Linked DNA regions of Mus musculus: all the other regions are linked to region 1. Evidence: chromatin contacts called from public Hi-C, HiCAR-type and HiChIP or PLAC-seq data. All regions are on one chromosome and are shown on one strand. Each heading gives the region's core, a stretch centred on a gene start, on an enhancer-like site or on the middle of the called end of the contact. The rest is flanking DNA. Distances are from core to core; before and after follow the strand shown.

Evidence for each region. Hi-C and Micro-C count contacts between places; a contact is called where the count stands out from the background. HiCAR-type assays count read pairs that join an accessible place to other places. HiChIP or PLAC-seq counts read pairs in DNA pulled down with a chosen protein or histone mark.
Region 2: a contact with region 1 is called in a HiCAR-type map of astrocytes, with 5 times the contacts expected there. The contact joins two enhancer-like sites. A contact is called at or near these places in 7 of 39 promoter capture datasets (the 3T3-L1 cell line, the C10 cell line, embryonic stem cells and 3 more), 7 of 484 Hi-C or Micro-C datasets (cerebral cortex, cortical glia, cortical neurons and 4 more), 16 of 115 datasets of contacts at active chromatin or transcription factors (SST interneurons, VIP interneurons, astrocytes and 13 more) and 4 of 9 other capture datasets (embryonic tail, embryonic trunk, liver and 1 more).
Region 3: a Hi-C map of bone marrow-derived macrophages shows a contact between it and region 1, with 15 read pairs. The contact joins two enhancer-like sites. A contact is called at or near these places in 1 of 484 Hi-C or Micro-C datasets (bone marrow-derived macrophages) and 1 of 115 datasets of contacts at active chromatin or transcription factors (astrocytes).
Region 4: a Hi-C map of the N1E-115 cell line shows a contact between it and region 1, with 6 times the contacts expected there. The contact joins two enhancer-like sites.
Region 5: an H3K4me3 HiChIP or PLAC-seq map of bone marrow-derived macrophages shows a contact between it and region 1, with 5 times the contacts expected there. The contact joins two enhancer-like sites. A contact is called at or near these places in 1 of 15 datasets of contacts at CTCF or cohesin (the NIH/3T3 cell line), 2 of 484 Hi-C or Micro-C datasets (the N1E-115 cell line and adipose-derived mesenchymal stem cells) and 1 of 115 datasets of contacts at active chromatin or transcription factors (bone marrow-derived macrophages).

What each region holds. Positions count from the first base shown.
Region 1 is chr6:146,409,044-146,411,743 of GRCm38.p6, forward strand. The region is part of intron 9 of Itpr2 (inositol 1,4,5-triphosphate receptor 2); the gene reads right to left. Among named protein-coding and RNA genes, the nearest start is that of Itpr2, 92 kb to the right of the region's middle. Within about 2 kb of position 1,253, at least 171 of the 459 cell types and tissues checked have an H3K27ac peak or open chromatin away from gene starts, as enhancers often do. A contact at or near this core is called in the N1E-115 cell line, the NIH/3T3 cell line, astrocytes and 9 more, where this site is marked.
Region 2 is chr6:145,854,689-145,857,388 of GRCm38.p6, forward strand. No RefSeq gene overlaps it. Among named protein-coding and RNA genes, the nearest start is that of Bhlhe41, 9.4 kb to the right of the region's middle. RefSeq lists an enhancer at 358-2,358. Within about 2 kb of position 1,308, at least 277 of the 459 cell types and tissues checked have an H3K27ac peak or open chromatin away from gene starts, as enhancers often do. A contact at or near this core is called in astrocytes, bone marrow-derived macrophages, cerebral cortex and 7 more, where this site is marked.
Region 3 is chr6:145,792,069-145,794,892 of GRCm38.p6, forward strand. All of the region lies in intron 1 of Rassf8 (Ras association (RalGDS/AF-6) domain family (N-terminal) member 8), which reads left to right. Among named protein-coding and RNA genes, the nearest start is that of Gm15704, 45 kb to the left of the region's middle. Within about 2 kb of position 1,398, at least 58 of the 459 cell types and tissues checked have an H3K27ac peak or open chromatin away from gene starts, as enhancers often do. A contact at or near this core is called in astrocytes and bone marrow-derived macrophages, where this site is marked.
Region 4 is chr6:145,590,904-145,593,603 of GRCm38.p6, forward strand. All of the region lies in intron 1 of Gm38475 (a long non-coding RNA gene), which reads right to left. Among named protein-coding and RNA genes, the nearest start is that of Gm38475, 22 kb to the right of the region's middle. Within about 2 kb of position 1,273, at least 29 of the 459 cell types and tissues checked have an H3K27ac peak or open chromatin away from gene starts, as enhancers often do. A contact at or near this core is called in the N1E-115 cell line, where this site is marked.
Region 5 is chr6:145,766,453-145,769,277 of GRCm38.p6, forward strand. The region is part of intron 1 of Rassf8 (Ras association (RalGDS/AF-6) domain family (N-terminal) member 8); the gene reads left to right. Among named protein-coding and RNA genes, the nearest start is that of Gm15704, 19 kb to the left of the region's middle. Within about 2 kb of position 1,324, at least 132 of the 459 cell types and tissues checked have an H3K27ac peak or open chromatin away from gene starts, as enhancers often do. A contact at or near this core is called in the N1E-115 cell line, the NIH/3T3 cell line and bone marrow-derived macrophages, where this site is marked.

The DNA of each region.
Region 1 (2,700 bases), core at 3-2,502:
ATTATTCCTGGTGTTCAAGGAAACCATTAAAGGGCAGGTTGAATTTTAATCAGGAGATAAGGGAGAGAGATCACCACAAGTAAGAGAAGTAGGACTAATTTGAGTTTGCAGAACCTCTTGTGTGATGTTTCTTTAAAAATGCTTTTGAGAGTTCATTCATTTAACTTCACAATTCCCCTTCTGAGAAATGTTCTTAATCCTTAATTCTTCACAGATGAGATGTGGGCTACTGACGGGAATGTCACACAGAGCCATGTGTGACAGGTCTGAGGAATGCAAGCCACACCCCAAGAGACTGCAACATCTCCTCTCCTGCCTCCAGCAAACAGAAAGGTGTGAGCCAAAACAGAACGACTCCACAGATAGGCTCTTATGCTGAAGGAAAGATTTCCCGGGACCTCAGAGGCTTTTAAGCTAAAGGGAAGATCATGCCGCACGAAAGAGGCTGTTAAATGAATGATGTTTACATCAGTCTTATATGTTTACAGTCATCAGCATCTAAGTGTAGAAACTGCCATGGAAAGATATGCTTATCTTGATTCCCAAGTTGTGATGCCTATAACCGGGGAGGAGAGGTGTCACTGTGGGGAAATGACCCGAGTTCTAAGAATATTTCATGCATTTATAAGACCGTGAGATAGCCAAGATCAAATTCAGGGTCCACAAGGTGGAGAGAGTGGATGAGAGAATGTAGTGGTTACTGGCAATATCGACAGGTAGCCTTCATCAAAACACACAATTAAAGTGCAGTGTGCAGAAGAGAAAGTCAGGTCGCCACAAGAGTCTCGCTAACTGTACCGAGTCAGATGCAGGATGCCAGCAGTCTTACACTCACACAACAGAAGGAAACAGACTGAAATCACAGAAGCCCATGATTCACGCTCATAGTCTTGCTTTCTAGTCCTTTGGGGGTGGGGGTGAAGGTGGGGGCACAAGTGGGTTCCTGAATGCAGGTGCAGTACTTGTAGAGACCAGAAGAGGGCACCAGACCCTTTGGCAACCTGAGCGAGGAGCGCCAACCACACTGCAGGTCCCAGGGATAGCCGTCATCTGCTTAAGCAATCTCCCAGCTGAGCCATTTCCCTAGCTAGCTGCTGTTGTTTTGCTTTTGGGGTTTTGTTTTAGTTGGTGTTTGTTTCTTTTCTTTTTATTTATTTTTTTTCTAGAAAGTGTCTTCTATGTGGGCCTCAGACTCAACTTTACAGCTGCTGCTGCTGCAGACAATCCTGGCCTCCTGCCTCCTCACTCTCAGAGCATGGGACGCCAAGACTGTCCTCTTCCAGCACTTTAGTGGTTTTTTTTATTAACTGTTCCTAGGAGTATTGGAGTTAGGAAGTAGGGGTTTAGTGCCATCTAGTGGACGCTTGACCTAGTTACAAACAAATAAGCGAGCCCATTTTCTTCACTGGGGTGTGTGTGTGTGTGTGTGTGTGTGTGTGTGTGTGGTGTACATCACTCACTTCTTTTTTTAATTGACACTGTATTTCACTGGCTTAGAGCCCTCCTGATGGGCTAGGCTGGCTGGCCACAGAGCCTGTCTCCATTTACCCAATGGTAGGATTACAAGCACAGGCCCCCACGCCTGGCCCTTCTCAGGTAAGTCCCGAATGGCAAGAACCCCGTGCTTTCAAGGCAAGCAGCTTATTCACTGAGCTCTCCCCAACTCCCAAGTAAGCTACTCTAGAAGGAAATATGACAGCCAGGTGTGGCGGCACGCACTTGGAAGGTGAGGCAGGAGTATCAGGAGTTCAAAGCCAGTCTCTGAAAAATAGCAAGTTCGAGTCCAAACAAAATGAGACCCTGGCTTGCCAAGCCAAAGGCCATGTGAAATCTTTAACAAAATTATTTTACATTCTTTGCTTTGTCTTGCTTTGGAAAGAAATACCAAGTTGTTGCTTTAGTGACTGAGCTCCACAGTGTGGAAATGTCTGAAGCAGTGAATGGGGAGCAGAGATGCCCGAGTGTTGCCCTTCCCACGGGGCAGGATTGGTTCCAAGGCTGTGTTAGCCGTTCCTCAGATGACGTTGTTTTCTCTCCCACAGGCACGGTCCCGAACTTAAGGTCTCTAAGTCACAGCGTCTGCACAGTTGTACAGTCCGCATCTGCCACCTTCACCTTGACTGACTAACTCATGTGTCCCAAGGAAGTGACATTACAGAGAGACAGGTGACAAGTCTGCAATCACATAAAGTCCAAATGTCTGAATTACCCGTCCTGTAATTAAATGCTTATTTCTACATTTCAACCCTGGTTTTCTGGCCCTCTATGTTTCTGGAAAGTTAATCTGCATCTTCTAACACTGTGTGGCGAGTCTCCTCATGCTGAGGAAGGGCATCTTTTAACCTCGGCTACTCATGGTCTTGCAGAATAAAACCCACGTGTATCCTCCAGTGCTGTCCTAAGCGTTGATGCTTTCTACATTCACCATAATGTAGAGCCTGGTCTTCAGTGGCTTACAACTGTGCATGCTCGGTGTACAATCGCTTGCTGAAGCCCCACTGCGCATGCTCGGTGTACAAGCGCTTGCAGAAGCCCCACTGCGCATGCTCGGTGCACAATCGCTTGCTGAAGCCCCACAGGAAGTGCTCTGCTTGCCTTGGACTCTGTTTCTACAACAATCATAAGCTCATCGTGTTCTTCTGAATGACTTAACTTCATAGCTGAATGCTGGTTTAACGGGTTGTGCCTGGGAACTGTGAT
Region 2 (2,700 bases), core at 58-2,557, 550 kb before region 1:
TGCAGCTTAAGAAAGGTCCAGGCAGAGTGGCATTTGAATAAAAACAGAAGGCAGGGAAGATGTTAAATGTATGTGCTTTGGTGAGAGAGGGCAGAGGTGTGTGTGGCAGGCCAAAGAACTGGCAAGTGGAGACTCTGTGGGCAGGAGATGTCCTCAGGCACAGGCAGGACAGAGGGGAGACAAGGCAGCCAGGGCCAGAGCATGGATGGAGTAGCTAGACAGACTGCACCATCGGCTTGTCGTCTTCATAAGAGTCAGGTTAAAAAAAAATCGCAGGCAGACAGAGGGCATGGCTACTAACTGGCAAAAATAGCAATTGATTGGCAAAGCCAGGAAACCTGAGGGACTCAGCTGTCAACACCAGGAGGGATCAGGTTTGTATGGGTCAGGACTGTGTCTGACACCGGAATTAAACATGTTCGCTGACTCAAGGTTAGAAAGCCTCTGTGGTTTTACTACTTCATGTTAACCATTTTAGGCCAGCAGCTTAAGAGGGGTGGGGGGTTTTCAAATTCAACTACAGAAAATCATGCATATAGATCATTAAAAGCAAACTCCAAGCCCCCTGCTTTGTTAATGTCTGTCTCTAGGGTGGCAATCTTGTGTCCTTCAGACTACAGCAGTACCTGACTTGTCCAGATAGCACTATTACCTGAGATCATTTCCCATCACATGACTGAATCCTAATTTGCAAGGGGGTGATGATGTTAAAATAGCTTTGCAGCATCCTGGGGAGGGTTATATAAAATGCATTAACCCTCCCCCCAACACCTCCAATTCATTCATTTTGGAGCATTTATAAATGTGTTGCAGGAAATGTTATACAACCAAAGAATATGGTCACTTCAAAAGGCCAAAGTCTGAGAGCAGACAATTTTTCTTGGAGGGATTGTTAAATAACTCTATAATTTAAACAAAACAAAATAACCCCTCCTTTAGCCCGAGTTTATTTACCCATCAGTCAAAATGCACTAATTATACCCCCCAACTCCCTCATTAGGAGGAATCTGCCTTACTAATCTGCACGTGAGGCCCGGTTCAAGGGATGCCCAGGCTGCAGGATTTACTCCAGGTTCCGCCAGCCAGGAAGGCTGAAAAACTGCAGCGTCATCAGCTGCAGAAGCCTGAGTCTCAAAGGCCCGCGCAAGCGCACTGGGCCCCGCCCCGCCCCCATCTCACGTGCGGCTCAGCGTGCGCAGTGACACGTGTGAAAGCACGCGACCTTTCAAGGCCCACAGAGCCCGCTGTACTGTGAATCCGGGGTGGGGGACTGGGGGGGGGGGGATGACATCATCTCCAGCCTTGTCGCTAGGCAACCTGAGAAGGCGTCTCCCTGCCCAGACAAGCTCCTTGCTGCTCCAAAGGCTGAGACCATTGTGCTCTTTCTGACCAGCTTTCCAATGAATGAGCAAACCCAGCGCTCAGCAGTGTGGTATTACACTCAGTGTGTCTGCAGAGAACCTACGGGTGTGAGCTCATACAATTAGGTGTCTCTGTCAGGTCACGTGAAGTTTACACAGCTGCTTTATAGTATTGCTCCAGATGGTTCAGGCATGAAAATGGAGCCCTGCCCCTCACCTCCACCTCCACCTCCACCTCCACCCCCTAGTTATCCTATTGTATCTGGAGTCTGGGTAACGCCTTGGTTTCGGAGGGTTTCTGATGCACAGAGCAACTCAGGCCTCTGAGAGGGGGGTTCAGGCAGAGCTACTACTGTTGGGCCCTGTGAGGCACTGGGTAGCCACACGGGGAGGTAGATTTTTACCACGGGACTGCATGAGGACCACGTCTGTTCCTAAGGAAATCGGCCTGGAATGGAAAGGGCCTGGAAATCAAACCCCAGCTAAAGTTCACCCAAAATACCCTATATAAAAACTGCAGGGGGCTGGTAAGTGACCAGTGCTTGCCTAGGGTAACTCAGGCTCAGAGCTCAATCCTCATCACCTCAAAGACAGACAGACAGACAGACATATTATGCTGATGGGATGTATGTAACAGGAGTAGGCATGTTTAACATTTTAGCCAAGTAGTTCAGCAGTTTTAGTCTTATGGGAGTTTGAATCCAGCCTACATTAGAATAACAAGATAACAAACATCAAAAAAACAAGCAGCCACACAACGGTATACAAATGGTATATGTGCTCTTAACTCGGGGTTCAGTTCCCAACCCTCAGGCTGGGTGGCTCACAACCACCCATAACTCCAGCTCCAGGGGATCCAGTGCCCTTTTCTGGCCCTCTGGGGGCACTGCGTACACGCGCGCATACACACACACACACACACACACACACACACACAGCGAGAAAACAAAAAGTCAAGTCTTTCTTATCTTTCCCACGGGCTCAAATCCTTTCCCCAGTTCTAAATTGTTTAGTTCCGGATCCCTTTAGTCAGAAAGCTCTTTAGCAGAGTGAGGGCCGCAGGGGCAGAGGGGGACAAACAGGAGCCAGATCATGTGTAAATTCGAAAACCCTCAGGCGCACATTTCTGGGTGCCTCCAAAGTGAGGGGGCAAGAGAATGGAGGACTGTTAAGGACTTCAGAACTGATTTCTTAAGAGTTCCATCTCATGGGTTGGTTTTTTTTTTTTTTTTTTTTTTTTTTTTGAAAAAGTAGTCCTTAGAATGCCTGTCTTCTCTTCTGTCACTGAGTGAGAACTGGTCACCTTCACAGAAGAGACAGAAGTCACCATGGGGTATGC
Region 3 (2,824 bases), core at 148-2,647, 620 kb before region 1:
TAGTGGAAGCCACCAGAAGGAAGGACAGAGGCAAGTAGACCTGGCGATTCTGTAGACATGCTTAACCCTTGAGGGAGCATCCTCAAGTGGAGGCTGGGGAGGACCAGACAGATGGGAGAAGGCATAGGAGGAGGGATGAGCAGTCAGGACAGGAGAGCACAGAGGAGAGGCCAGAACATTGATGCTGTGGGGTCATCCCAAGAGGAAGATACTTCAGGAAACGTGAGGGAAGGGCACACAGGAGGCACAGCCTGCAGCACACAGTTCTTGGTGACACTGTCAGCTGTGTTATCTGAGGAGAGATGGAGATAAATTATGAGGCAGAACTGTCAATGGGAATTGTGTGTTTAAAGTGTTCGTGCTGCACTCTGCTCCATTCCCCAAGTCAGCAATGATTTTATTTCCTCAAAGCCTCTCCTACTTTCTGGATGTTTTCAGTGAACATACTTTACTTTTGCAGTAGAGGAAGTTGTTTTAGGAATCCAAGGTTACACTGATGTGCAATACCCTTGTCAATGTCCCGGATACAATACTCCAAACAGGGCTTCATGAAGAAACGGCTCGCTCTCTATCACACTCCTTCTTTATGTTTTTGTGGTGAAACAAGGAACTGTTGTCAGGGTTAAACCCCTTGCTAACCAAGGCGTCTTTCCTGAATTGTTCCTTGTCATCGAGAAGCACTGTAGATCGTCCTTGAGCTTCCTGCTTGCAGCCAGATCTAGGCCTCCCCTGAAACAGTGCAGTAGACTTGTCTCACCCTTCGTAAGATGGGTGGGATATTTGGCTGAAGGCGCAGTGATAGACTAAGCTGGCTTTTGTTTTGCTTTGGTTTGGTTTTGAGATGGGGTTTAGCTATTCAACTCAGGCTGCTTTCAGAAATGTGAATTGTCTCAGCTTACATCCCACACTCCTGTGCTCTGAATCACACCACCAGTGCCCACCAGTGCCCACCAGTGCCCACCAGTGCCCACCAGTGCAGGCTCTTCCTTCTATTTGGTTTCATATATGTGGAGCCCTGAAGCAGCCCTGGCTACTTTACACTTCTATGAAGCAATATTAAACATCACTGCAGTCTTTAGCTGAGGAATGCCTGGGAGTGGCCATATTTATACAGTAAGAACTCTGGATAGCCCTTCCAACTCTGCCTTACATCTTACTAGCTTGGCAGCTATTCCACAGATCTCTATTGCCAGGAAAGTATTCCACAGCCTCTCCTCTGCCCTCAGTGATGGACTTAAGTCTGTTAGTCTCTGGTGCTGGTTCCTGTCTTCTGCTCTCTGCTGCCTGCGGTAAGGGGTGGGGAGATCTACCCTCACATCTTTCATTCCTCTAACCAGCGGCTGGGAGAGCCTTGCCAGTGTTGTCTTGCATCTTTCTAATAGGGAAGAGTGACCTCTGGTGGCTAAAACCATAAGCCCCAAAGTAACAAAAAAGCTCAGGTCACCTCTGCTTAATGTCCCCTCACTTCAGACTGTGTCAGGCACACATTCCACATCCGTGAATGTCTCTGGCTACATGTTTACCGGCTGTATCTCTTGTTACTACCACACATGCCCTGCATGCATAGTCAGCCTTAACTCCAGACCCCAGGTAGTATTCAGCTGGCACTCCTGTTTAGTGATAAATCCTTAAACCTCAATAACTTAACATGTTTGTTGGTTTGTTTGTTTTACCTGTTGACTAGAGAGCTACACTGTCTGATTCATACTCTAGCTGCAGCCTGTCTGCCCCAGCTGTCTGGCAGGTACCGGGCGGCATCCTCAGCTTGGTTGGTGTGCCATTAATGCAGCCTGGTTGTCTGGCAGTTGTGGGCTCACATCAGTCTTTCAATGTCTAATTTCTTGTGGCTCACTTTTTAAATGAGCGGTGTTAGTAACTTACAAGGAGGCCCAGACTGCTGAAAACAGAGATGAAAATAAATTCAAGTAGCAACAAAGTAAAGGGCAGCATTGCCTGTGGGTTACAGATTATCCTATAGAATGTGTGAATGGCTCATCCTTTTGTGAGAATGAAGGTCAGTGGTATGGGTGGTTTATACTTAATGTTAAAATCATTCTTAGTTTTTCCCTGTGATTAAAAGATTGTCTTATTCAAAAGATGAGAAAAACATCTTTGATTAAAAGCCATGGGGTCTAAGACATTTCTGTGGAAATATATATCCACATTGTTTCCATTTCACAGTCCTAGAGGGGGACTCAGGGCCCACATGCTTACACTTTATTTCTGTTTTAAGAAAGCTCTAGCAGGGTTCAGGAACTGGCTTTTAAAATTTACCTGTCTAGGTAAGATACAGCATTGGGTGTTTTTCACACACAGATTGTCTGTGCAGACTGCAACTCTCATGGAACAGTACTGACCCCATCGCAAAATTCCAGGCTGTCATTGAGAAACAGAAACTCCCATGGTAGCTGCTTGCAATAGAAAAGCATCATTTGAGTGAGAAATATTTCTTTTAAAAGCTAGTGGTGATTCTGAATTTGAATTTTCTCTAAAATTCAGTTCCAGTAGGTAAGTAGCTCTGGAGTTGAGCCTGGAACAAAACCTCAAGAATGCATTTCCTCCTCATGAAGCATGGGTGGTTATCAGGATCAGCTGTGTATTATAAAATACAACCCATAATACCACAAAAAGGTGGTCATCCCAGATGCCAGGACATACTTACTATGTTACTGGACCATTAGCCACTCCTCTGATACCTAAGACATAGTAACTTCCTAAGTGTGTTTTCAGTATTTTAATAGTGTTTTGTAGAAATACAGTATTTCAGTGCCCTTTTGTAACCTAAAGAGAGAGACTGCAGTTTCCAGTGCCGCCAGAAGGGGCG
Region 4 (2,700 bases), core at 23-2,522, 820 kb before region 1:
AGGAGTTCAAAGCCAGCCTCAGCTACGTAGCAAATTGGAGGCCTACCTGGGCAGAAAGAGACTCTGTCTCAAACAAACAAACCAATGAAGAGGAAGGTGGCAGCCTAAATTGTGAGGCTGAGCTGGGAACCAGCTCCTTGGCAGGCAGGCAGGAAGACCCATCTGTGTTTCAGAAAAACAAGCATTTTATATGCAAAATGCAAGCAATAAATCACATAGACTGAGGGAAGGACACCATTTGGCACACACTCCATCCCAGACCTAACACGGAGTCTCCATAACTCAGTTCTAATACAACACCCTGCGAGGACCCCTGTAAGAGCCACCTCTGAGATAGGCACAGCAAGGAGGAGGAAGAGCCCTGGAGACCTTCCATCCTGAGAGAAAACCAGACTGACAGGAGGAAGGAGAGAGCTACCTTTTGTTGTTTAAGGTTCCAGGGAAATGACTGATTACAAGACATCTCAGTCTGTTGGACTAGGGTGGACACTGGGTCCGCTTTGAAGCACAACTGGCCCCATCCTGAGAGCTCTTTCACCTCTGCAGGCTGTTGGTCAGGGTCACGGTGTAGGTTAGGGGATGTTTTGTTTTTCTAGATGAGGAATGAAGCTGTAGTGCCCACCTCCCCAGAAAATTAGGAAAAACATAAATGAAAAAGCCAACGGAATATGGAAACGTCCCAGCATGCCTTTCTCTGAAGTTAATCTTCTAGCTTTACAGACCAAATCAATTCTACCCCTGTTGATCTGGGAGACTGCTCCAGTAGATCAAAGGACCTAATCCCCTTTTTTCCCTAGGAAAACACATTGTTTCAATCTGTTCTTCTCTCTGGCTTTGGTTGTAAGACTTCCCCTAACTGGCAACAGTAGTTGTATTTGTGTGAGTGACCCAACCAGATTACATGTTTGCTTTGTGGGTTTCAACATGATATGCAGATAATGACTGCTGTGCACTAACCCTTAAAATGGTCTATTTCTTAGAAGAGGTTGGCTAAAATTCATAAAACATATACCTAACATCATGTAATTTCTCAGGCATTTAACCCTACAGTTATGTATGAAGAATTGTTTTGCCAGGAAAAAGTTAGCCTTACATTCTCTAAATGACCCTCATGCCTTTGCGGTAGTGTCCCCTAGATTAGTGTTTCCTGGAAAGAAAAGAGATGGGTCGATCTCTTCAGGAATGCTTTCCTCCCAGTCATTAGGATTGATAGAATTGAAAGATGGAATTCGGTAGGGAACTGTGTGGCAGAGTTCCCTATCTCTGGGAGAGGCTCACTAAGCCCAAACTGTGGGCGCGGTCTGCCCTCTGTCCCTCATGCACTGCCAGCCAGCTGGGGCCACTCCAGGAGTGAGTGGTCTGTCAGCCCCAGGTTTGCTGAGAAAGCTCAGGACTGAGGTATGGGCCCCCAGGGAGGAGCATCACTGGACTCTACAAGGCGTAACTTCTTACTTCCCATTTTACGGCTGTATTTGCTGCTGGCAAGCTGATTAGAAAACCCTCCTCCACAAGCAGTCCTTACCAACACTGCAGGCCACTGGTCTCCTGGAATTGTCCTAGCTAGACTCTCTCTAGACAGACACTCTATCTAGAATCTCTCTAATGGCTTCTTAACAATTCTAGGACCTGGTCTTAGCAGTCCTCGCTGTAACACACACTGCTCTGCAAGTGCCAAAGGCCTGTGCGCTCCCTAAGGAGACTACGTCTGCCGGTGTCTGTGATCCCAGGTTTTATTTCCACTGTCAGTCAGCCCACATTTACTGAACTGTAGGCTCCCGCCTGCTGAGGGCCAGCCCCTTCCCCTCCCGTACGCTTTTCAAAAATGACTCCGCAGATCTGTTTGTAAAAGAGTTTCTAAACTAGCAGACACATGATGCTCCTCACAGCAAGACCTGCATTAAAGGCAGTGGGCTGAGTCTTTCCCTAGATGCTTTCTGTTGCAGTGACAAACACCATATCCAAAAGCAAGATGGGGAAGAAATTTCAGCTCACAAATTACAGCCCATTATGGAGGGAAGCCAAGGCAGGAGCTTGGAGCAGAAGCCATGGATAAACACTTCTTATTGACTTGCTCCATCTGGCTCCTGCTCAGCCTACTTTCTTTTTTTTTTTTTTTTTTTTTTTTTTTTTTTTTTTTTTTTTTTTACAGAAAATCATTATTTAATGATAGGATAGCTGTGGTTGCACAAATGTATAATCTCAGAGTTTAAATAAAAATAAAGCAGGAAAACCAGGAATTCATGGTTAACCTTGGCTAGAGGAAAGGAGAAACTGTCTCAAAACATAACAAGAATAGCAACAAACAAAAACAATAGCAAACAAAACACACTTCACATAAAATAGATCATTGAACTTTTAGAGTTGGTCATTTAGTAGCAGTGGACCTATTTTTTTTCCAAAGAAGACATTCTTGCCCACTTGTCAATGAGACCTTTTGAATATATTCTTTCTTTATGTTTCCTTATCAGTTCCTTATTTTTAACGTTTTATTTGCTCACATGCTGCATATCTGTTGGTTTATATATGCTGGAGCCTATTCAGAATGAGGGATTCCAAACCTGACAAGAGAAATATTAGCAGCACAAGGGCCACACAGCTGTGATTCTCACCCATTCAGCCTACTTTCTTATACAACCCAGGACCATCTACTTGGGGAAGACACTGCCCACAGTGGTCTGGGCCTTCCCATATCCATCAACA
Region 5 (2,825 bases), core at 74-2,573, 640 kb before region 1:
TGTGTTTGTTTTGGGTTGAAGTTGGGTATCTGTCAGGGGCTGGTCCCCAGAGAAGACTGATTCCCCCCCTCTTAGCAGCCAGTGATTGCCTGCAGCTCTTCATCTAGTATTGGGGCTTGTGACATTTCCCTTGTCCACATTGGTATGCCAACTGGTTGTTTTCATTGTTCAGTTATATAGACCGTGTGTGTGTGTGTGTGTGTGTGTGTGTATGTGTCGGGGGAGGATCACAGCAGGTGTCTTGGTCTGGCTCTTTAAGATTTTAAATCTTCTCACACTGTAGAAATCTTTCCTCTTCTATGATGTTTACTGAGCCCCAAGTATGGAGTTGAGTTATAGGTGTACCATCTCAGGTATGGATTGTGTTGTAAGTGTACCATCCCAGGTGTGGGTTGTGTTGTAGGTGTACTGTCCCAGCCAGGGTCCCCATAGTCACTTGCTCTCTACATTTTAACCAGTTGTAGATCTCTAAAGTAGTCCACATCTCTTACAAAAAGAAGCTCCTTTGCCGAGGGGTGAGCACTATGCTTATTTGTAGCAGTGAGGATAATTCTTTCCATGGTTGGCAGGAAGACATTGACTTGCCTACTGGTGTGTGAGGTGGTGTTTGGCCACTACAGAGAGTTGGTGGAGCCTGAGCATGGGATGCTAACGTGGAGTAGAACTGGAGGCAAGGAAGCTTCTGGTTGGCTGATGCATCCTCTTTGGTGGCTCCCGGAAAGGAAGTGGGAAAGAGCTTAGACAGTGTCCTATTGTGAAAGACTCATGGGAGACGCACTGCGCCCTACGTTTCCTGGGGTCCTCCTCTTTGCTTTCTTATTTCTTACAGTCACACAGTTGCCAGGCCTTCATTTGTCTTGGAGAAGTGTTATCAGTGCAGTTGTTACAGAAAGACTGAGACGCAGTGGCATGGTGGGATTTGATCTTTCTGTTTGTGTCTGGGAAGTGGATGGCTGAGGAGAGCAGTGGGCGGGGAAGGTAGGACAGTTCGGGTGATCACAGGGGAGATGGCTGACTCTTCCAGGAACTGGAAGAAAGATGCCCAGGGCTATGTGTTAAAGCACATTCCCATGGCACCTGCTCCATCCCAGACAGCCTGGACTTGGTCAGAATTTCACAATGGAGCCCTGCTAATCTGAGCATGTGTTTAAGGAGATAGATCTCTTTGGATTTTAAATGCCTGGCTCTGGTAATGAGCTGGTTGTAAACAAAAAAAAAAAAAAAAGATGATGTAAGTTTTAGAAATTCTCCAACGGCTCACTTCCCACTTGGGCAAGTTTTCTTGAAAACAATACTAAAAACAGAGGAAGCTTCAAAAAGGAGGAGGTGTGTGGGAAGAGTTTGCTTTGGGTAAGAAAACTGTTTTCCATGGACAGTGGATCCAGGGAGCTTCAGAGCCTGTGCGGCCAAGTTAGGGTGGGTGTTAGTTTATGTCGTCAGTTGCTTCCCGCGTGATAGTCTCTTCCCATGTGGTTCTAATTCCAGTTTTCTTTGACCTTCCTTGGCATTTTGAACCTATCAAGTCACTTCATCTCCTGGAGGGGAGTGTCAGTGGGGCTTGTGGAAGAAAGGCTTCCTCTGATGTCTGGCACCACACAGGACACAGGAATCCCATGATGCTTTAGAGCCTGCTATTCTTCTTTAACAATTGGACACAGGCAGTACTGTACCTTAGTGTTGCAATGATAACAGTGTTTAAAAAATAACCAGGGGCAGGTGAGATGGCCCAGTAAGCAAAGATGCTTGCCACAAAGCCTGGAGACCCAAGTTCAATCCCCGGGACTCATATTTTAGATGGAGAGAACCAACTGCTGTCAGTCAGTTGTCTTGTGACTTACACTCACCCTCCAAGGCATATGTAAACACACACACTTGAGTGCACTCACACGCAAGCACGCATGTGCACACACACACACACACACACAGTAAATATTCGAAACTAATACCTTTTTAAAAACCAGGAAATCAATGACATTTGTGAAACAACTATGAAGTTCTAGTCAGTCCCTGACTTCTGGAAAGGGTGGCCTTGCGGCTGGAGCTAGCCATAGACAGGCGCCTGAGGCTCACGTTTTCTTCTGTCATTGGGACATACATATTTTTTCCAATCTTGTATTGTACCTGGGCGCTACAATTTCTTATTGTACTACTTCTTATTTACTATTTCATGTAATTTTGTGACTAAGACTTTTAAGAGTTGAGTTTTGTTGAGAGATGAGGGGTGGGAGTGTCTTTTATTCATAAAAAAGATAGTTTGTGTATGAGTCTGTTATGAGAATGGTAATATGGCGGACAGTAACTGGCCTGGCCCTAAACGTCCTATAAATAGATGCAGAGACATCTGTGAAGGGCACAGTGTGAGTGTGGCAGACACGGACTGCGTCAGCTCTCGTCCTGTAGCCAAGGCTTCTCTGACTCCCTCGCGCCTCACATTCTCCAAGCATTAGGCAATGGAGTGCTCGGTGCTGCCAGGCGTTCCCTTCTCAAGGAGCCAGGGGCTCATTCGTTCTCCCAAGGAGAAGTGTGGCAGGGTTTTGTTTTTATTCTCTAAAACTAACTCTCCAGGTCTCCTTCAGCATTTTTAGCCCTCACTTTAGGCAGTTTTCCAAATGCCAAACTGGTAACTAACTGTACAGGCAATTCCTGTGCTGTTGCAGGGAGCTCTGGGCAGCAGGGAAGGAGGGTGAGAAGAGCACTCTGGGCCATTAAGTGGTCTTTAAAGAAACAACTGAATTCCTTTTCCAAAGACACAAAGTGTTAGGTGAAACTACAGAAACCCACCCCTTCCAAGTGACTGGGATCAGAGGACAGAGTGGTAAGAGCCC